2 separate regions of the Mus musculus genome follow, and region 2 is linked to region 1. The links are chromatin contacts, called in public HiCAR-type maps. All regions are on one chromosome and are shown on one strand. Each heading gives the region's core, a stretch centred on a gene start, on an enhancer-like site or on the middle of the called end of the contact. The rest is flanking DNA. Distances are from core to core; before and after follow the strand shown.

Region 1 (3,379 bases), core at 665-3,164:
CCTATCAGCAAAGTACTGGGTGGCCACATCCGCAATAGGGGGTTTAGAGAACACGACTTTGGCTCCCGACTATGACTAACTTGTCATAAAGAATGTTCCGCTTGGCATCAAGAATTGCCTGGTGCGTGTGAACTCTGATTTCAGCATTATCTTTCTCTGCTTTCAGCTTGAGCTCAACATTTGAGAAGGCAATTGTGGGATTCTCATAATTCTTGGGCTGCATTTCAAACCCAGACTACGAGAACGTGTTCTTGAACGCGACACTAGGCACCAACTGAGACTCCTCTAGGGCTCCACCCTGCACCTTCTTGGTGTCAGTCATTTTAAGCTACAACAACTCATTGAGCATCATCACAGCATCAGCCACCACCTTGGCAAAGAAGGCCTTCTGCTGGGAGATCAGCTTGGAGCTCAGGGCTTGGAGCTCAGGGCTGTCACTGCACACTTCCCTAGCATCTTCCTCTCTTCTACTTTATCTTGCTTCTTTATAGTCACAGCTATCTCTTTGATTTTGGGTGGCTGTGCAGAAAGCTCAGATGATGATCTGAGGGCATAACCCTTCCTTCACACAGGACTTCACCTGCTTCAGAAACTCCTCAGCCAGCAGGATCACCACGGTGGTGCCATCACTAGTGTCAGTGTCTTCGGATCCGGCAATGTCCACTAAAGTCTTTGCTGCAGGATGTCCACCATCGAGGAGTTTCAGAAGTAGAAATTGTTGTTTTGCCTTGGCCATCCACAATAAGTTGCCATGAGGACCCAGGGTGGTCTTATAGCCCCAGCAATCACTTGGCAAACACAGACAATGTTACTCACGAGCTGTTACTCATGAGTTGAGGAATGCCTTGAGAGCTATCAGTCCCCTCTTTCAACAGGATAACATGGTGGGCATCATCTTGGAAGCGGCATCCGGTACCCATAACTCATCTGTTCTCCACTTCAGGGTCGCCCACTCCAAGTGTTTTCTTTGGGCTGGAGACAGAAAAAAAGGAAGTACTTTGTATACTTTGCAATGCCTTGATTTTGACTGTTTCTGCATGCTGCTTTCCAGGCAGCCTCTTAGCAATTATTTCACCTTGTAAATCAGCCTTGGCCCATTAGTGCCTAAGGCAGAAAGCCAACAGATAGCAAGCAAAGCAAGCATGTGAACAGCAGTGGAACCCTTAGATATACTAACTATGCTTTTTTTTTTTTTAACAATCTGATTTTCTGCTTATCTATCTCATGACCTTGTGAAAGTGGGGAGAAATACGAATTATATATCTCTGTGTCTTCAAGGTTACAGATCAAGATACAGCAAATCAAGGCTGTGTTAAAGGCAATAGCATGATTCCGTGAATAAAATTTGTCTTTACACCATTTCTAACTTGCTCTTGGAATACTAGTGATGGCTTACTGGAGAATTTTGAATTCAGATTCCTCATTTTGTATAGGAGGAAATGAAGGCTAGAAGACAAAGTGTGTTAGAATCAATAATATGGAGGCTAAAGAGATGGGTCAGTGGGTATCCTGTTCGTCTTTCAAAAATACAAGGTGGAGAAAGATTGAGGAAGACACCGGATATCAACCTTTGGCCTTCATTTGTACCTGTGCATATGGGGTGCAAACTTAGACCTCCCCCCTCAGTAAATCCTAACTTCCGATTTGACAAAACTTCCTACAGGCAAAGAAAAAAAAAAAAGAAAAGAAAAACAGGGGGTGAGGTGGGAAGGACCACAACTCCCAGAATGCAGTGCTTCCTAGCCTTCCTGTTGCTCAATTTCCAGGGGGTGGGTTTTGAGCGTCCTCTCTGTACCATTGGTCAGACTTCCTATTAGGGCGGAGAAAGTGACCATTTCTCTCCAATCCAGGCACGGAATGAAAGGCTATTGAAGTGGTTAGCCAATCATAACGCGTCTCTGCTCCATGCTTCCTCCACCATAAACTTCCGTGGCGGGAAAACTTGGGAAGTTTTGGCGCCAAGGCGGTGTCACGCGTTTCCGGACTGTTTGGTGGCCGGCGATTTCGGAGCTGCGACATGGCGGGCACAGTAGTGCTGGATGATGTGGAGCTGCGGGAAGCGCAGAGAGACTACTTGGACTTCCTGGATGACGAGGTGAGGCTCGGGCCGCGAGCCCGGTGCTGGGGTCCCGCGGGTGACCGGGCACGGCTGAGGGGGTTCCCGCGGGTGACCGGGCACGGCTGATGGGGTTCCCGCGGGTGACCGGGCACGGCTGATGTGGTCCCCGCGGGTGACTGGGCACGGTGCTGGGGTCCCGCGGGTGACCGGGCACGGCTGAGGGGGTTCCCGCGGGTGACCGGGCACGGTGCTGGGGACCCCGCGGAGGACCAGGGCCGCTGATAACTTCTTTTCTCTGCAACTTCCTGTTATCTTTTTTTCTCTCCTAAAGATGTACCTCCAGATTTTAAAAGTTACATTCTTTTCATGTATTAGTTTCGTTATGAAATTTCATAAACACATAATGTATTTTGGTCATATTTCTTTCTTATCACTCCCTCTTATAATTACTGCTACTGATCCCCATAGCCTACTTGACATGGTACCCAGGCCTTGTGCTTGCCGTCTTCCTCTGAGCAGCCTATTTTTCTTGAAACCTCTTACATTAGGATATGTTAACTATACATACGGGTTACATTATGAAACTTCATAAGCACATAATGTATTTTGATCATTTTCATTTTCTCATTATCTCCTCTTGTCATTTTCTTGCTCCTGTATATCTTCATGAGTTACTAGGGTTTTCTCCAAAGTAATTTAGTTTGTCTCTAAATTCATGTGTTCCCCCCAAACCCCACACAACTTGCAAGGAGACTGGTCAGGTGTAAACAGGCTCTTCTTTGGAAAAGCTAATGTAACTGGCTCAGAGCCCTCAGATTTAATGACTGGCCTGATGCTGGTGAGGGTAGGAGCGAGACTAACAATTTATGACAGCTCTCTTTTTAGTGAATCAAGTGTTTTGTATGCAGGTAAAATGGGTTTAAGTGTAATCCAAAATTTAAAGCTATAGGATGTTGATGAGCCCTGGAAGTTTGTTGATCAATGAAAAGCAATTTAAATTTGAATTTTAAGAGTATTTAAATTACATTTCAAATATACATCATGATTTTGAAATATGTCTACAGTCAGGTGTGCTAACATCCAGATTTTAAAGTTAAATTTTCATATTGCAAGTTTTTTTGTTTGTTTTTACTAAGTCTTTAAGACTTAGGCCATTCTAATTCCCAATTAAAATGTAAGCATATAGGAGAACTGTTAATGATCATGATAGTATGTGATAGGGCATGCTGGACAGGAGGAAAGGGTTGTCTGCAGCTGTCTACTTCCTGGGCACCGTTGAGACATATATCAACATGCTGGCATCCTCATGTGTAAGTGACA
Region 2 (3,320 bases), core at 669-3,168, 2.9 Mb before region 1:
GGCAGGGGTGGGGGGCGGGTCCTTAAGGACTGGGCAGAATAATTCTAATTCATTTGCCAATGCGATAGGTAAAGACCAAAGGAAGACCCTCCCTCATACACGTAGGTGCATGTACCAGGGATCAATCTCACACCAGGGGGCTGGCTGTACTAGAAGAGATTGGTCCCTAAGCTGAGTTGTTAGTATCAACTCAGTGGGATGATATGTGGGATAGTACCTTTATCCCACATTTGTCTCCACTCAGAATCACCTGTAGGCACTGATCCAGTCTCCAAGAAAATCAAGCCTAGCTCCAGCTTTGGGCGTCATCCAGTTGGGCAAATCACCTGTACTATTATTTACTGAACACAATCCCGGACAGGGCAAGACACCTCGGGGCAGACTTCTCCACCCACCAACACCCCTTCTCCACCCACCGCAGCCAGCCGAAGAGGCTGTGGACTGCCCATCTTCAGCTGCTCCACGCCGAGTGCGGGATGCGTGCTCGAAGGGACTGAGAACTCAAAAGTGTACAGGAAGCACAAAGGGCATGCAGACCTTCGGGGCCCAACCGCCCCTTGTCCCCCCTCCCCCCCACACACACCCTACACCCCACCATCGGCGCTGGACCACTACCTCCTGGAAGAGCTCCAGACTGTACGTGTTGTCATCGTCGGCGAAGAAGAGCACGCCGGGTTGCGCGCTCTGATGCTGATGCCTCTGGCGCAGCCAGGCGAGGCCCGCGTTGCGCTGTTCGGTGGCGCGCGGCAGCCACGGTCGCTTGTAGCGCCGCGGCGTGGGCACATGCAGGTGCGTGTTGGGCAGGCCGGCCCGAGCTAGGAAGCTGCTCACCAGCTCGCTGCGCGTCGCCCGGTCCTCCACCAGGATCCAGTGCAACTGCGCCACCTGGCGGAAGGTGTTGGCCAGGCGAGTGAGCTCGGCTTTCTGCACCGGGCGACTGTAGGTGGGTGTGATGGCATAGATGGTGGGCAAGCGCGGCTCCGGCTGCAGCTGAGGCCGAGACTCGTTCCGCTTCTCGGCAGCGTCACGCCCGGGGCTACTCCGTCGGAGCGGGACTCGGGAGCCCCCGCAGCCCACTGCATGGGGAGAGAAGTAGGGACGGGAAGTGAGTTGGGGCGCGGGCCTGCGGGGGTCCACGTCCAACATGATGATGACAATCAGGATCCAGGGCAGGAGGATGAAGAAGCGGCTGCACAGCGCGGACTTCATGGTGCGCGCTCCCCAGCGTCTCGGACACCACCCCCTGCAAGGACTAGGCTCCGGGTAGGGGACCTCTGTGTGCAGTTAGGACAGCGGCAGCGTCTGCAATCAGGGAGAAGCCGCAAGCGCGCTCCCCTTCCGGACTGGGGCGTTGCGGGGACCTGGGCGTTGTGGGGTCGGCGCAGATGCAGGGCAAGCTAGAACTCCAGGGGGTGCAGGAGGACCGGCTAGGGTCTTGGGTCACTCTGGATGAAGTCGGCGGGAATCTGGACACGGTCCAGCCGCACTCCGCAGGTCCCGGAGTTGTGCCGAGTGCAAGCCAGGCGGCGGTCCCCGCTGCGCTCTTTTCCCGAGTGCGAGCCTGGAACGTACCAGGCGTTGTACCTTGCCGCTCCTGTCCCGCGTCGCTGAGGGCTAAGAGGATCCAGCTGCTGGCCTGGGCGAGCGTTCCGGGACCCCTTTGAAGGCGGTTGCCGGGAATGCTGAGGGCTTTCCTCCGTCACATGTCGGCCGGTGCAGCTGCGATCCCGGGTGGACACCGAGGATGCTGCGTCCCTAAGCTCCCGTTCGAGCGCCGCGGCAGAAACCTGTGCCGCTCTCTCCTTCTCGGAACCTCTCCCGGCTCCAGACAGCAAGATCCCAAAGCAGGGAAAGAAAGAAAAAGCGAGGGGGCGGGGGCGCTGCAGACTCGGGCGTCCTCCTAGTGCTCCGGTGGGAAGATAGCAGCGCTGCTACTGGCGGAGAGGGGCTGCGGGGCGGAGGCGGGAAGGGCCAAGGCTCTCTGCGGGGTCTGAGCCCGGTGGCACCAGGCGCTGCCTGCGGGCAGAGGCAGGGGGAGGGAGGAGGATCTCTGCTGGGTTGCGCGACCTCTGCCTGGGGTGTGTGTGTGTGTGTGTGTGTGTGTGTGTGTGTGTGTGTGTGGAGGTGGTGGGTGCTGTTTTCAGATCGCCCCAGGGTTCAGCTCACTGAACTGCTGCAGGGTCTTTGGAGATCAGCCAAGGAAACCCATTCACGTGTGACAAGTCCGGAGTCCTAAAGAGGGCAGAAGGAGAAAGAGGGAGGGGACAAAGCGGTCCTTCCCTGGCTTGAGGGTTGGTGTACAGAACCTCAGCAAAGAGAACCACTTTCTCTTGAAAGGCAGAAATCAATAGAATCCCACAGAGATGGAGGGGGTGCCGCACATAGGTGTCTGGCATGTGTGCCAGCCCATTCCAAGGAATCAATCGCAACTGCTCGGCCACAGTTGGATCTGTGGGGGACATTTTGACAACTCCGGCTGAGTATGTGTAACTTGCTTTTGTTCATGTTGGAGCCTTCCCAGTTTGCAGGCACAGGAATTATCCCCCAGGACCATCCCTGTAATCCTTTCAAGGAGGCTTTGGAGGTGGAATCACCTTCATTTTCTGGATGAAGGAGCAGAAGATGGAGACTTAAGGGAATTTCCTGAGGTCAGTGGTAACTGACTTAGTGGAAATAGAACGTGGGCGTCCTGGATAGAACCCACTGCCTCTTCACTGCACATCATCAGCACAGCCTGGCTGTGAGTGACCGGTCTTCCTAGGTGATGCCATCAGATCAAGTGGGTCAGAGGATGGCAAGCGGAAATACCTGGAAGACCCTCTCATATATAGAGAATCTATTAGCCGAACGAACCCCAGGCTGTTCTCATTCCAAGCACATTCCAGGGAGTCTGAGGAAAGCACCCCCACCCCCAATGAATCATTTCTGATTCCGTTTTCCTCCGCAACCCGACTTTCTCTGTCGCATGAAAATCCTTTTGACTATGTTCCTGAGGAACAAGCAGCACGCTGGGGCAGATCCTCCACCTTCACGTGGCTGTGTCCTGCATCTTGGGTTCGGTGTCTGGCACTGCGCACCTGTGAATTTTCACAACTACTCTCTTATGTTGTGGGGTAGTCACTAGAGAAGACTGCTCCGACTTGGGTTGAAGCAAATATATAAAGCATTTATTAGCCAGCCGGTGACTACATTGGGTGTTTGAATCCCAAGGTAGCGCTGAGGCTTTCTCAGGGTGAGCGTTTAAGCAAACAACAACAACAACAACACCAAAAAACAAAAAAATAAAACAAAACAAAAAACCAAACCTAAACAACAAAAGC

The links. HiCAR-type assays count read pairs that join an accessible place to other places.
Region 2: a HiCAR-type map of astrocytes shows a contact between it and region 1, with 5 times the contacts expected there. The contact joins the promoter of B3gat2 here to the promoter of Mcm3 in region 1. A contact is called at or near these places in 1 of 39 promoter capture datasets (pre-B cells) and 1 of 115 datasets of contacts at active chromatin or transcription factors (astrocytes).

Annotation. Positions count from the first base shown.
Region 1 is chr1:20,818,847-20,822,225 of GRCm38.p6, reverse strand. It overlaps Mcm3 (minichromosome maintenance complex component 3), which reads left to right and starts at 1,914. Exons shown (of 17, transcript NM_008563.3): 1 at 1,914-2,095. The coding sequence starts at 2,018. It also overlaps the pseudogene Gm20587.
Region 2 is chr1:23,760,524-23,763,843 of GRCm38.p6, reverse strand. It overlaps B3gat2 (beta-1,3-glucuronyltransferase 2 (glucuronosyltransferase S)), which reads right to left and starts at 1,918. Exons shown (of 4, transcript NM_172124.2): 1 at 616-1,918. The coding sequence starts at 1,209.